2 separate regions of the Rattus norvegicus genome follow, and region 1 is linked to region 2. Evidence: chromatin contacts called from public Hi-C data. All regions are on one chromosome and are shown on one strand. Each heading gives the region's core, a stretch centred on a gene start, on an enhancer-like site or on the middle of the called end of the contact. The rest is flanking DNA. Distances are from core to core; before and after follow the strand shown.

The links. A called contact is a pair of places that touch in the nucleus more often than the background predicts.
Region 1: a contact with region 2 is called in a Hi-C map of liver, with 5 times the contacts expected there. The contact joins two enhancer-like sites. A contact is called at or near these places in 8 of 12 Hi-C or Micro-C datasets (the A7r5 cell line, Schwann cells, kidney and 4 more).

Annotation. Positions count from the first base shown.
Region 1 is chr14:99,750,043-99,756,507 of GRCr8, forward strand. LOC134481874 (a long non-coding RNA gene) reads left to right here. Exons shown (of 3, transcript XR_010057751.1): 1 at 1-1,455. Among named protein-coding and RNA genes, the nearest start is that of Ugp2, 55 kb to the left of the region's middle. Within about 2 kb of position 4,774, at least 8 of the 93 cell types and tissues checked have an H3K27ac peak or open chromatin away from gene starts, as enhancers often do. A contact at or near this core is called in liver, where this site is marked.
Region 2 is chr14:99,676,110-99,681,902 of GRCr8, forward strand. It overlaps Ugp2 (UDP-glucose pyrophosphorylase 2), which reads right to left. Exons shown (of 10, transcript NM_001024743.1): 3 at 5,749-5,793. Among named protein-coding and RNA genes, the nearest start is that of Ugp2, 19 kb to the right of the region's middle. Within about 2 kb of position 3,597, at least 5 of the 93 cell types and tissues checked have an H3K27ac peak or open chromatin away from gene starts, as enhancers often do. A contact at or near this core is called in liver, where this site is marked.

The DNA.
Region 1 (6,465 bases), core at 3,524-6,023, 75 kb after region 2:
AGTACCCCGTTCAGTGGTCTAATAAAAAAAAATTAAAGAGTATAGCATTGGGTTATATACTTAGATATTACAGGAGAAGTTGAATCTCAAGTTCTATCGATCTCTAAATCAAGTCACAGAAGAGTCCCTCGTTTTAACAGCCGACTTTGTTGGCTGCACACCCTGTTGAGACCCAAGATTTGCATCTTAAGCATAGAACGATACATTTTAACAACCAGCCGATGAAGTGCTGAGGCGCGCGGTGAGATACGATGCTGATAGAAGCTTGGAAAACCCTCAGAATGTTTGGGTGTCATCTCCATTAACAAACGAGTAGTATAGCGACCTACTGACCTCGTCTGTGGTCAAGTCAGGATGCCCCTATGGATCTGATGCAGGAAAATGTTACCTGCCACTGCGTCCATGGGCCAGCGTTTACAACTGTGTCCTCTGGGCAGTTCGAGGCCTGGACCACGTAACAAGGGTCCTTCTCACCAGGCGGGAGAGTTCGTTAGCAAAGACTGTTTCAAGAAAAAGGGTAGGCTGAGAGATGGCTCAGTTGTTAAAGGCTAGGCTCACAACCAAAAATGAGTTCGGTTCCCAGTATCCATTGCCTTGTTGGGCGCCAATGGGAGGAGAACCACTGGACCCCCCAGTGTAAAGGAATGTCAGGGCGGGGAGGTGGGAAGGGTGGGTGATTGGGGAAACACCCTCGTAGAAGCAGGGGGAGGGGGGATAGGATAGGGGGTTTATGGACAGGAAATCAGGAAAGGGGATAACATTTGAAACGTAAATTTTAAAAATCCAATTTAAAAAAAAGAAAAGAAAAAAGTTTTTTGTTTGGGTTTTTTTGTTTTGTTTTGTTTTGTTTTTTAGTTTCTGTAGTATCGTTAGAAGGATCATCATGCATTCTCCATTCTTCTAATCAGCCATGGCGTTACCTCTCTCCTCCCCTGTCAGCCAGAGAGAGATAATTACTCTGCGAATCCCATTTAAAAAGTCCTGCCCTTTGTAACTGGCTAGTGGGTAGACAGCCTCAGTTTCTTACAAAAACCTCAAATGACCACCACATGGGCGTGCACAGACTGCCACACCCCTATCATCATTCTCCTCGAGGTCTAGTACGCCCAACAGGAAGGCAAAGTCCTGATTCTGAGTATCAACGATGACAAAACGTAGCTTTTCTGGAGGTTTATCATCATTCATACCCTTGGCTCTAGGCTGTCTATTGAAAAGGCAGCCAGCGAGCTTACCATTCCTCTTGGCAAACTCCAGTGCCAGCTTTATGGTTCTGCCAAGTTCTCTGGTAAACACTGGAGCAAAGTCCCATGGGTGGGAGAGGAAAATGCCCCATGTGTCTCCCGGAAGCTATGGAAACATGGCAGCCTGGAGCCATCTCTCATGAAGGGATTGTGTTAGACACGGCTCTGTGGAGATACCACAGAGAGGGCTGCCTTCTGTCCTCTCCACCTCAAGGTCAGAGAAATGCCACTTCTGAGTTCATCAAGTCCTGTTTCTCTCTTCCTCTTCCTCTTCTTGTTCCTCCTCCCAGCCTCTCCCCCAACCCCGCCTTTTTGATGTTTTGAGACATGTTATCTTGTTATCCCAGACTCACCTCAAATCTGCTATGTAACTGTGCATGAGCTTGAAGTCCTGGTCTTCCTATCTCATTACCTGGGTCGCAAACATCTTCTGAAGAGTTGTCACCTTGCTTGGTGTCTTCTTCCGATGACCTATTAATTCATGCACCAGAGAAGGGAAGTTAGGGGGTCACCACCCCATTATGCACCCCTCAAATACAGATACTGAATTCCAATCAGTGTCTTGCTTCTCCCTCCTCCAACCCCAGCCCTTGCTAGTCTTAGTTCCCATAGTCTTAATTATTATTATTGCTTTTCTGGTTTCGTAATGAGTAAAAATCTTGTCACCCTTTGACCCCGAGAAGTAGAAAATTCTTAGTTTTAATTTTACATGAAGAAATTTAATATAGGACAGGCAAGATAGATCAGCAGACAAAGGGCATTGCTTGATGACCTGAGTTCAGTCCCTAAGACCCACATGCTGGAAGGAGAGAAGTGGTTTCTACAGATCGTTCTATGACCTCCACACTATGGTGTGCACACATGCACAAGAGTGTTTTTGCGCGCGCGCGCACACACACACACACACACACACACACACACACACACAGAATAAATGTAATTTCAAAGAATTTAAATTCAAACAAACATATGAACAGACATGGGTCATTTTTGTTCTGTAGACCACCAATTTCATGATTCCTTTTCTTAAAGGGCAGTATAGCAGTTTTCTATGGAAAGCACATTTTGTGTGTGAAACATGAAAAAAAAATCTAATCCTGAGCTCTATAGATGTCAGAGAAATGAATGGCTATTCTGTTTTGAAGCAGCACTCAACAAATACAAGGACTGGATATAATTCCTCTCCTGCTGGGCTCCCTTGTGAGTCTAGTGTGTCATAGGCAGCTGGAATAATTTCTGTTCAAGGTCTGGTGCAAACTGCGGTTTCTGTACCTAAGGCTCAAAGTCCTACTGTTTAGGCCTGGAAGGTGTTCTGTGTACTCAGTGCTCAATGTGGAGAATTGCAATGTGCTTCTTTCCAAAGTCAGCAGAGTAAAAATGAGCAAAGGCGTTCCGTACCTTCCCAGTGCTGTCACCCATGACAAAATCCTGTGGCTGCCACCATGCCCTTGTAATATCAATCTTCTTCCTGTCTTCATGTTTACTGCTCTGTATATGAGTGGAATCACGCAACCTGTGACCCTTTTGTGTCTGGTTTTCATAGAGAGTAGTTTCAGGTTTGTGTACAAGGTAGCAAGTATCAGCACCCCATTCCTTTCGTGTCTTGACTGAAGGCTATTTATTCCACTGTGCGGCGTTGCACCCATGGCTTACCACCGACAAGTACCTGGATTGTTTCCGTCTTTTAGCTCTCGTGATGGTGTCAACATAGAACGTTTGGGTGGCAGTATTTGTTTGAATGCCAACTTTTGATTTTTTTTTCAGGTAGAGTAGAATTGCTTGGCCAAAAAAATTTTTTATGTTCGATCTCTGAGTAACTGCCAAACTGTCTCGAAAGGGACAACCACAGCATTAATGACGTGAACTTGTGTTAGCATGGGAGGCAAAGGTCCCTGCTGGTGCAGGGACATTTCTCAAGAGTCAAAAGTCACATAGCCGTCAACAGAAAAAGTGTTTTCTCCAACTTCAGTTCCAGGACAGCCAGGATCAATGTCATGGAATTCCAGGGGAGGAGACACTTTACATCAAAGTCCAGTTATGTTTGTCTTGTCTCTGTTGTTCTCTTTTATTTATCGTTTTCTTCCTCCTCCTCCTCCCCCTCCCCCACTCTTTTCTTGATCCTCTGGAGACAGAGTCTCCTGTAGCCCAAGCTGGCTTTGAGCTATATAGGCTGGGTTGACTCTGAACCCTGCTTTCCCTGCCTCCACCTTCCAAGTATGGGAGTTACAGTGTTTTCCAGCCAGCCCACTCCCTGGCTCTAATATATTCCTGTTTTCTTCTTCTTCTTCTCCTCCTCCTCCTCCTCCCTCCTCCTCCCTCCTCCTCCTCCTCCTCCTCCTCCTCCCTCCTCCCTCCTCCCTCCTCCCTCCTCCCTCCTCCCTCCCTCCTCCTCCTCCTCCTGTTCTTCTCCTTCTCCTCCTCCTCCTCCTCTTCTTCTTCTCCTTCTCCTTCTCCTTCTCCTTCTCCTTCTCCTTCTCCTTCTCCTTCTTCTTCTTCTCCTCCTCCTCCTCCTCCTCCTCCTCCTCCTCCTCCTCCTCCTCCTCCTCCTCCTCCTCCTCCTCCTCCTCCTCCTCCTCCTTCTTCTTCTTCTTCTTCTTCTTCTTCTTCTTCTTCTTCTTCTTCTTCTTCTTCTTCTTCTTTTTTCTTGCTTGCTTGCATATGTGTGCTACATGGATGCCTGATGCCCATAGAGACCACAGTGGGCGTTAGATCGCCTGGGATTGGAGTTACCGTTATGAGCTGCCATGTGGGTGCTGAAAATGGAGCTGGGGCCTCTGCAAGGGCAACCAGTGCTTTCAACCACTGAGCCATCTCTCCAGCCCTGGTTACTTCTTCTAAATGTTTGTTCAGTAGCACAGAATTATTCATTGCCTTTGGCCACGTTGCTGTGTAATTGACCTCAAACCCAGTTAAGATAATTGCTTTCAGTGAAGGAGCCAAGTCTGCTGAGCTTCCTTCTGGGGAGACCTGAAAAGAAATGTGAGGTGTTGAGAGTCGGGTCTGCACCCATCTCATTCCTTCCTGTCACCCCAGGGGCCTGTGTGTTGAGCGTTTGACTAACTTTGACAAATTCACAGTTTAACTGCCACGTAGGAAAACACCTGCCTACCTTTTCAGAAACGATTACTCCGTTTCTGGCAAACTGACATAAAGACTGTTCTAACTTAGCTATCATAGTAGCCTTTCAAGAGCTCATGTCTGACTCTCTGCTCCCATTGACCTTGTCACTTAGGACATTCTCATCGACCTGTGTGAGGCCTGAATGATACGCAGCCCACACACCCATCCTGCAGGGCCAGTAACATCCTGCAGGAACAAATGAGAAATCCTGTAATTATCCACTTGATCAAGTCATGCTGGCTGGCCCTCGTGTGTCATTGAATTAGAACCCTAGCGGAGTTAGAACGGCGTGAATCAGAGCCTAAATCCTTTCCCTGTCCTGGAGGCTTTCTCCAGGTTAGTATAAGTAAGATGGTGTCCAAATAACACACCCAGCAAATGAACTCACCATCATAAATCTTGCCGTGTTGTAACTCAGAATTACAAAGCTATCAGAGTCCAAGTGGCGTGGTTGCCATGGAGCAAGTCCTCAGGGAGCCCTAGATAGCTCAGTCTAAGAAGCACCCCTTGGCTGCTAATGCACTGCGTCTAGAATAGTTCAGCCCTGATCCGTGACATTATGCTGCCTGAGTCACATGCTTTGGGAAAAGATGACTTCAGGTTTAATTAGAAAGTTCAAAGGGGGACAGGGAGGTAGGGCAGCATGAAGCTAGGTAGGTGAAATCTTTGATCAGATGGTAGAGGGCTGGATTAGGCAGAACTAACTCTGTAGGGTCCTAGTTCCTTCCCATTGGAAAAAGTTCCCAAAGACAGAAGATCATGAATTCTTGTGAAGAGAGTATTATTGTAGAAATATTATAGAAAATATTTCTGAAGTACAATATTTTTGAAACCTCAATTATACAAAATTGGTTGTAACACACAGTAGAAAACCTTCAGGCTCCAAACATACTAAGAAATCTTTGATTCACAGAAAAATTTGTATTTGAACTTTAGGTCTTAGGGGTGTGTGTTTCGTGTGTGTGTGTGTGTGTGTGTGTGTGTGTGTGTCTGTCTGTCTGTCTGTCTGTCTGTCTGTGTCTCTCTTTCTTCCTTGAGCACATGAGTTCAGGTGATTCGAATGTATGTCCTCACGCTTGAGAAGTAGTTTTCTCACCCACCGTTCCCTCTCCTGTCCCAACGCCGTATGACTTCACCTCTCTCTATCTCAGGATATAACTTTAAGATACTGGGCTAGTCTGACCCTTAAAATTTAATTAACACTTTTCAAGGACAGGAAAAATTAATCTTTACATGACAGTCAGCATTTATTACTTAGTAATTTATCCCCTCGAGCTGTTGCAAAACATTTGTGGAAATGTACCTGATCCGAATTAATAACATGAAGCAATGGTTTTGGATGTTGCCCGGAACCACTGCTCATATAAAGCCGACGAGGTCCCACAGCGCGTTACAGATGTCAGGTGATATTCTTACCTTGGGCACATGGGGCCCCTTTGCTTGCCAAGGGAGAGGGTGAGTTCTTGGTAAGCCTGCAAAGCTCATATGACTAATGAGAGCTTATTTGGCTCCTTGTAAGATTCCAAAATAGGAACCACAAGACCACATCAGCTTTGTAAAGGATCCATAAATTATTCTTGTCTCTCCAACATGGAAAACCGTTGCCAGGATCTGAAGGAAACCAAACATCTAGAGACTCCCATCAAGTCATGCCTTTTAGCCCCAGCCAGCAGTTCCAGGGAAATTTGTGGAACTTCTTTGTATCATTCTCAAATGATCAGGAATGTGTTTCAGATTCTACAAACAAATTCCTTCTGACTTGCCAGACACTTTTACCTAGCTGTTTAGAACAAATTCCTTCTGTAACCCATACATACCCAGCTTTTCAGTTTTTGTCAATGCAAAACGTTCTCCAGTTCATACCAAAACCATCCTAGCATTCTCTGCTATCAGCCCTCCCTCGTGAGAAAATTCTCTCTGGAGCTCTGCTGGTGTGACTGACTCTAAACCAGAGCTCTCCCAGGCCTCCTTTCCCTTTAACCTTCTCAGCGTTACATTTAGAGAATTCTTTCAAAGACACGTTTCTCCCCACCGATGCCCACTGTTCGGTTTCCCTGGACTTCGTTTTAGGAAGGTGATCCTTTTTCCTTTGGTCTAGAGAGAG
Region 2 (5,793 bases), core at 2,347-4,846:
CAGCTCCCGGCTGCCCACTCATCACTTCCTGCAGCGGCATGCTCTAGGGTTATCTGACGGGAACTCAGTCCTCAGTGTCTACTGAATCACTTGAGAATGCCAGGTGCAGCTAAGCCAGTGCAGCAAGAGTTTAGTTTCTTGTTTATTTTTTGTTTGTTTCTTCTTCATTCCCCCCACAGCAGGAATAACTCAATATAGCTTGATAATGACCCCTTCATGAAAAAAATAAAACAAGCTCAACGGGAACAATCAACCAAGGCGTAAGCATTGAGGTCTGATACTGACTACATTTCCTGAGGTGCTGGTCACTAGGTATGTGGACGACATTCTCCTGCTGCTCATCTCATCAGTACTTACGTGAAGGCTTAACTTTTAAATCTGGGGCCATGTCAATCGAGTTTGCTTTTATCTGCCCCACTACTGAGGATTTGGCTCTACTGTTTAAGCTGCTTTCTGGAGATCCTCCGTTAAACTCCATAAGAAATTTAACACCTGAAACAGGACAGGTGTCAGTCAGAACATGGTCAAAACAAATGACCATGATGAACAATGCCGTGGGGAACTGTGATAGAGGCTCCAAGAAAAGGGGCAGAAGGCCTCTTACCTCAAGCACATTTTGTTCCCCGCATTGTTCTTGGCTATGATTCTGACAAACATTTGTATTCAATTTATAAGATGTCTACTCTTGTTGGATGTCAGCATATAGCTACAGAACCCAACTTGGTCAGTGGACCCTGAATCTGGACTTGGCCTCTGCCTTGCTTTCACGTCATCCTGGATATAATCTACAGTACATACCAGGCAACTGTGTTTAAACTGGTCTGCCCTGAGAAAGTTCCAGGAAAGGGCTGCTCTGTTAATATTTAGGATGTGCTTACTGACTTCTATTTACGTGTTTGTCTAAACTCAAACAACCTCCTCTGGATCACTGTTGTTACATCTGCATATAAAATTATTCTGAAGTACAGTGCCACGGCATTAGACTGTGGGCCACCCCATTCTTTCAGTTCCTCAGAGCCCGAGACCAGCAGACAAGATCTGCACAGGTCAGCTGATAGGATGACAAGTGAGTTATGGCTTATTAGACAATGCTGGTGATAAACTGATAGCACACAGAATTAATACCCTATGTTCTTATCGGCTGCTTATCCTTGTCATCTATTGGAATTATATATCAACAGGTATTAGAAAAATGTGTGTATGTCGTAAGTCTCCACAACAAACTGTAACTTCTACCTGTAAAAAACTAAAGACTTGATAATGGTGGGAAGGCCACGTCCTAAACAGCTCACTGGTAAAGAGCCTTCAGAAATCAATGTGCCACTGAACAAAGCTCAGGCTGACCAACTGCTCCACACGGATAACAACCAGCAGGTGCGGTAGCATGTTACAGGACCTACAGATGACCATATCCAGAAGACCCCCTTTAAAACTTTTTTCTTTTGAAAATACCCTATGGGTATTGTCTAAAATCTTACCTAAAAATCCTATAGAGATTGCTTTTAATACTTTTACAGATGGTTCTTCAAAAAGAAAAAATGTTTCATATTCAAATGCCATATCCTGCACAAAGAGATTGTGAACTCCCTTGTACAGCTCAACAGTCTGAACCTGCTACAAACAGCTTCTGTTAGACAGTTCTCACCACTGAGTATTTTAAGAGTTATAGTAACCTACACCACCTCGATTTTAACTGTTCAACTGTGCAAACACACACACACACACACACACACACACACACACACACACACACACACAAATAGGAGCTACAGAAAAGAAGTACAGATACGAACTTTCAATGAAACATTACTTACAAACCATGGCAATATTCCAAACTATGTACAAAACCAGATGCAAGCCTGTAAGGCGGCTCGGCAGGTGGAAGGGCTTTCACACATGCCCAACAGCCTGGGTTCAACCTCCTGATCCCACAAGGTGGCAGGAGAGAGCTGTCCTCATACAAAGGTCACGGCCTGTTGCCCTGTATATATGCACTCACACATACATACATAATCACACACAAATACTCACACACAAACTATAAAAAAACTACCAAAGAGACAAAGATTGGGGTTTTTGTTTTTGTTTTTAGGTATATAACTTTGAAGCTAGATTGACACTGGCAATGTCAATATTAAGTGGTAGATTCCCCGTGATTAATTTCTATTTGGCCAAAACAATTAATATTACCTGTCTTTAAAACATAAAAAGTATGTTATGACACAGAAATTATTCTGAAAGAACAATGGTGGGAAGCTAATGGATGATGATTTTCTATAGATCCCAAGTAGCATGCTAAGCAACCTGCCAGTTGTTATCAGTGTGGGACAACTGAGTTTTGATTAGTGGCACATTGATTTCCGAAGGCTCTTCACCAGTGAGCTGTTTAAGACGTGGCCTTCCCACCACTGAAAGAACCATCTCTTATCACCTCTAAAACCCAGGGAGGGCAGGGGAGCTTGAGTACAGAGCCAGGTGAAAGAATATTAATGTGTGAACTATACCACAAATTAGTAACAAATTATACAAAGAGGTGCACACAATTTTTGCTTCTGCAATCCAAAATCCTTGACATCCTAGAGTATAGGATTACAAGGGCATATCAAGACCAGGGCTTTTTTCTTTTTGAAGGATATTTTTAAGTGGAAATGTATACACTTATACAAACAAAGACAAAAGACCACGTAAGATACATCTCATCTTCTTCTCTATGTGTTCTTTACTCATATTAACTATTCATCTTCATCAAAAATCCCGACTCACTCCATGGACAGCCTTCTGAAAGGAGGATTCGGGTGGGCAGTACTGAGCTGCAAACACCCCAGGGAGGTGTTTGGACCCATCCTCCAGTCCTTCAAGAACTCCCACTCTGTATCACAACCTTTCAAAATACACAAAGACTTATGCACTAGCAAAGCAGATTCTCGAACCTTCACATACAGTGAAAGTTACAGGTACATGTGCTTTCCTTCCTGCATTCAAAAGGCTCAGTTCATCTAGCACATAAAGAGTTAAGAAATGAGAAAATTGGGCTGGAGAGATGGCTCAGTCGTTAAGAGCACTGTCTATTCTTCCAGAGGTCCTGAGTTCAATTCCCAGCAACATCATGATGGCTCACAGCCACGGGATTGGATGCCCTCTTCTGGTGTGTCTATAGACTAGTGTACTCATATAAATAAAATAAAAATAAATAAATCTCTTAAAAGATGCTGTTAAAAAAATGAGAAAATCACATCTTTAGAACTAAATCTGCTACTGCTAGAGAGTTGAGGGTCTTTTTAAAAGATATATTTAACAGAATATTTTTGCTAAAGGTAGGTACCTGAAGGACGAGATAAAAGTAAATGGTTTCTGCTTTTTGGCCGAGGACAGGAGGCAACTATGAGTCCTCAGGATGTTCCCAGTTATCTATAACTAGGATCAAGTGACTCCCTGGCTCACTGTGCTCAGGAGCTGAGACTACAGGACAAACTGTACACCACCAGCTAATCCCGTCACTTAGCAAACTGCAGACTGACCTTTAGTTCTCAGGGTAGGAACTGTGAAGGCTGCTTCTAGAGCTGGCTCAACCTCAGCATAGCCTTGCAGCCCAGCACAGCACTGGGAGCCACCTGTACAGACCAGGATCTGCACACGGGCAGCTGTGCAGAGAAGGGCTGATGCCTTGCCCTTAGCTGACACTAGGCTCTGTAAGTGACCAGAAGCAGCAGAGCTCCCAGTCTGCTGCTGGACACCACCACACAATAACCAACTGGGGCTATTCAACTAGGAATAATTAGAAGGCAAAAAGTCTGAGTGCTTAGAGTGACTAAATCTATCATTGTGTTAGGTTTGCTCCCAAATAATTTTAAAAACTGGATGAATCTATGTTTAGTTCTTTTTTAAAGAATTTTAGAAGAATTCTCTCATTTCCTTTGGTTAAAAAAAAAAAAATCGGGCTGGAGAGATGGCTCAGTGGTTAAGAGCACTGACTGCTCTTCCAGAGGTCCTGAGTTCAATTCCCAGCAACCACATGGTGGCTCACAAACATCTGTAATGGGATCTGATGCCCTCTTCTGGTGTCTGAAGACAGTGACAGTGTCATATACATTAAATAAATAAATCTAAAAAAAAAAAAGTCAATCTGCTGCTTAACTAGAAAGAAAGAAATCCTAATAATTAATGTGCCAGGGACAAGTAAAACAAAGACCAAAATTAGGACCCCCCCATTATAATTGACTTACAGAGGAGAGGAATTTTAAAATTGTTTTTATATTTGTGTATTTGTGCATGTGTGCTTACACATGTGTGAGGGCAGAAGACAACATTTAGGCTCATTCTTTTCTTCTAACAGGGGTGCTAGGGCCTGAACTCAGGTCTTGGACTACATGGCAAGACTGGTCCCTTTCTGCTGAGTGACCTCGCCAACCCAGCCAGGAAAAATTTAACTTCAGTGTTACTAATAAGAAGATAATATGCTCCAGAAAACTGATGAGATTTTCTTATCTTTTTTAACAAACATATAATTTATAAATTTAAAAAGTTTAGGTATTTTTCTTTTTTTTTTAAAGATGTGTTTATTTATAATACACTGTAGCTGTCTTCAGACACACCAGAAGAGGGCATCAGATCCCATTACAGATGGTTGTGAGCCATCATGTGGTTGCTGGGATTTGAACTCAGGACCTCTGGAAGAGCAGTCAGTGCTCTTAACCACTGAGCCATCTCTCCAGTCCCCCCTTTTTTTCTTTCTTTCTTTTTTTTTTTTTTCCGGAGCTGGGACCGAACCCAGGACCTCAAGCGCTCTACCACTGAGCCAAATCCCCAACCCCGGTATTTTTCTACAAGTGAGAATAAGAGTATTCCTAAGCAGGAACTTATTTATGACTTTCTCATTAGGAAAAAAAAAAAATCTAAGGTTGACTCCATTAGCTTAAACTGCTACAGATGGGGTACGCAGACCTGAGCCCCAGCAAACCTTGGTACACTGGGACCAGACTTCAGTTAGTTTGCACTGAATTGTATTTTAAAACTGTTAATAAAGCAAGATTACAGATACAGAAGAAGTGAACACCACACATGGTAAAAACATCAAGTCTGTACAATGCTTCAAGTAAGATAATCTATTTTTACATATATCATCTTAACAACTTGCGAAGTATACAAACACCTGGTATTATTCTCATTTTACATGAAACAAAGTAGTCGAGCTCAGATTTAAACACCCAACACTACCCTTTACCCCCCGCAGTGGGCCTTCTGCTAGCAGCCCATGGAGGTGCAGGCATCGATCGGGGCTGTGCCTCCAAGAACACACGGGATTTTTGATAGGTAAGAATCCCAAACCATTTAAAGAAAATAAAATATGCAGAGCTGTAGAGGCAGGGGAGGGGGACACAAAGGCATGCTAGGCTGGCTGGCACAGGCAGAAAGGGCCACAGAAACAACCCGAAAGCATGGAGAGAGCTTTAAAGTCTGGGTAAGGGCCTGAGCAAGATTCACGGCATAAGAAATCTAATGGCTGGAAGAGAGAACAACAGGAAATCTGTACTGAAAGCTTTGTGCTAAAGTAGACTGCATACTCGTAACCATGTGCTGAGAACCGGACAGTGCTGCAGGGAGACCAGCTGAAGGCACGCAGCACGAAGGCTACAAACCGAGAGCCGTACGCTTGCTAGGACGGCTCTGTTTCGTCCTCACCACCCACCTACACAGTAACACCAGAATCCCAACCGACCTTGAGTTTCCTTGCACTTTACCAAAACTTACCGAATCTTCCGGAGGTCTCTGGATTTTACCCCAGTCTACAGAAGG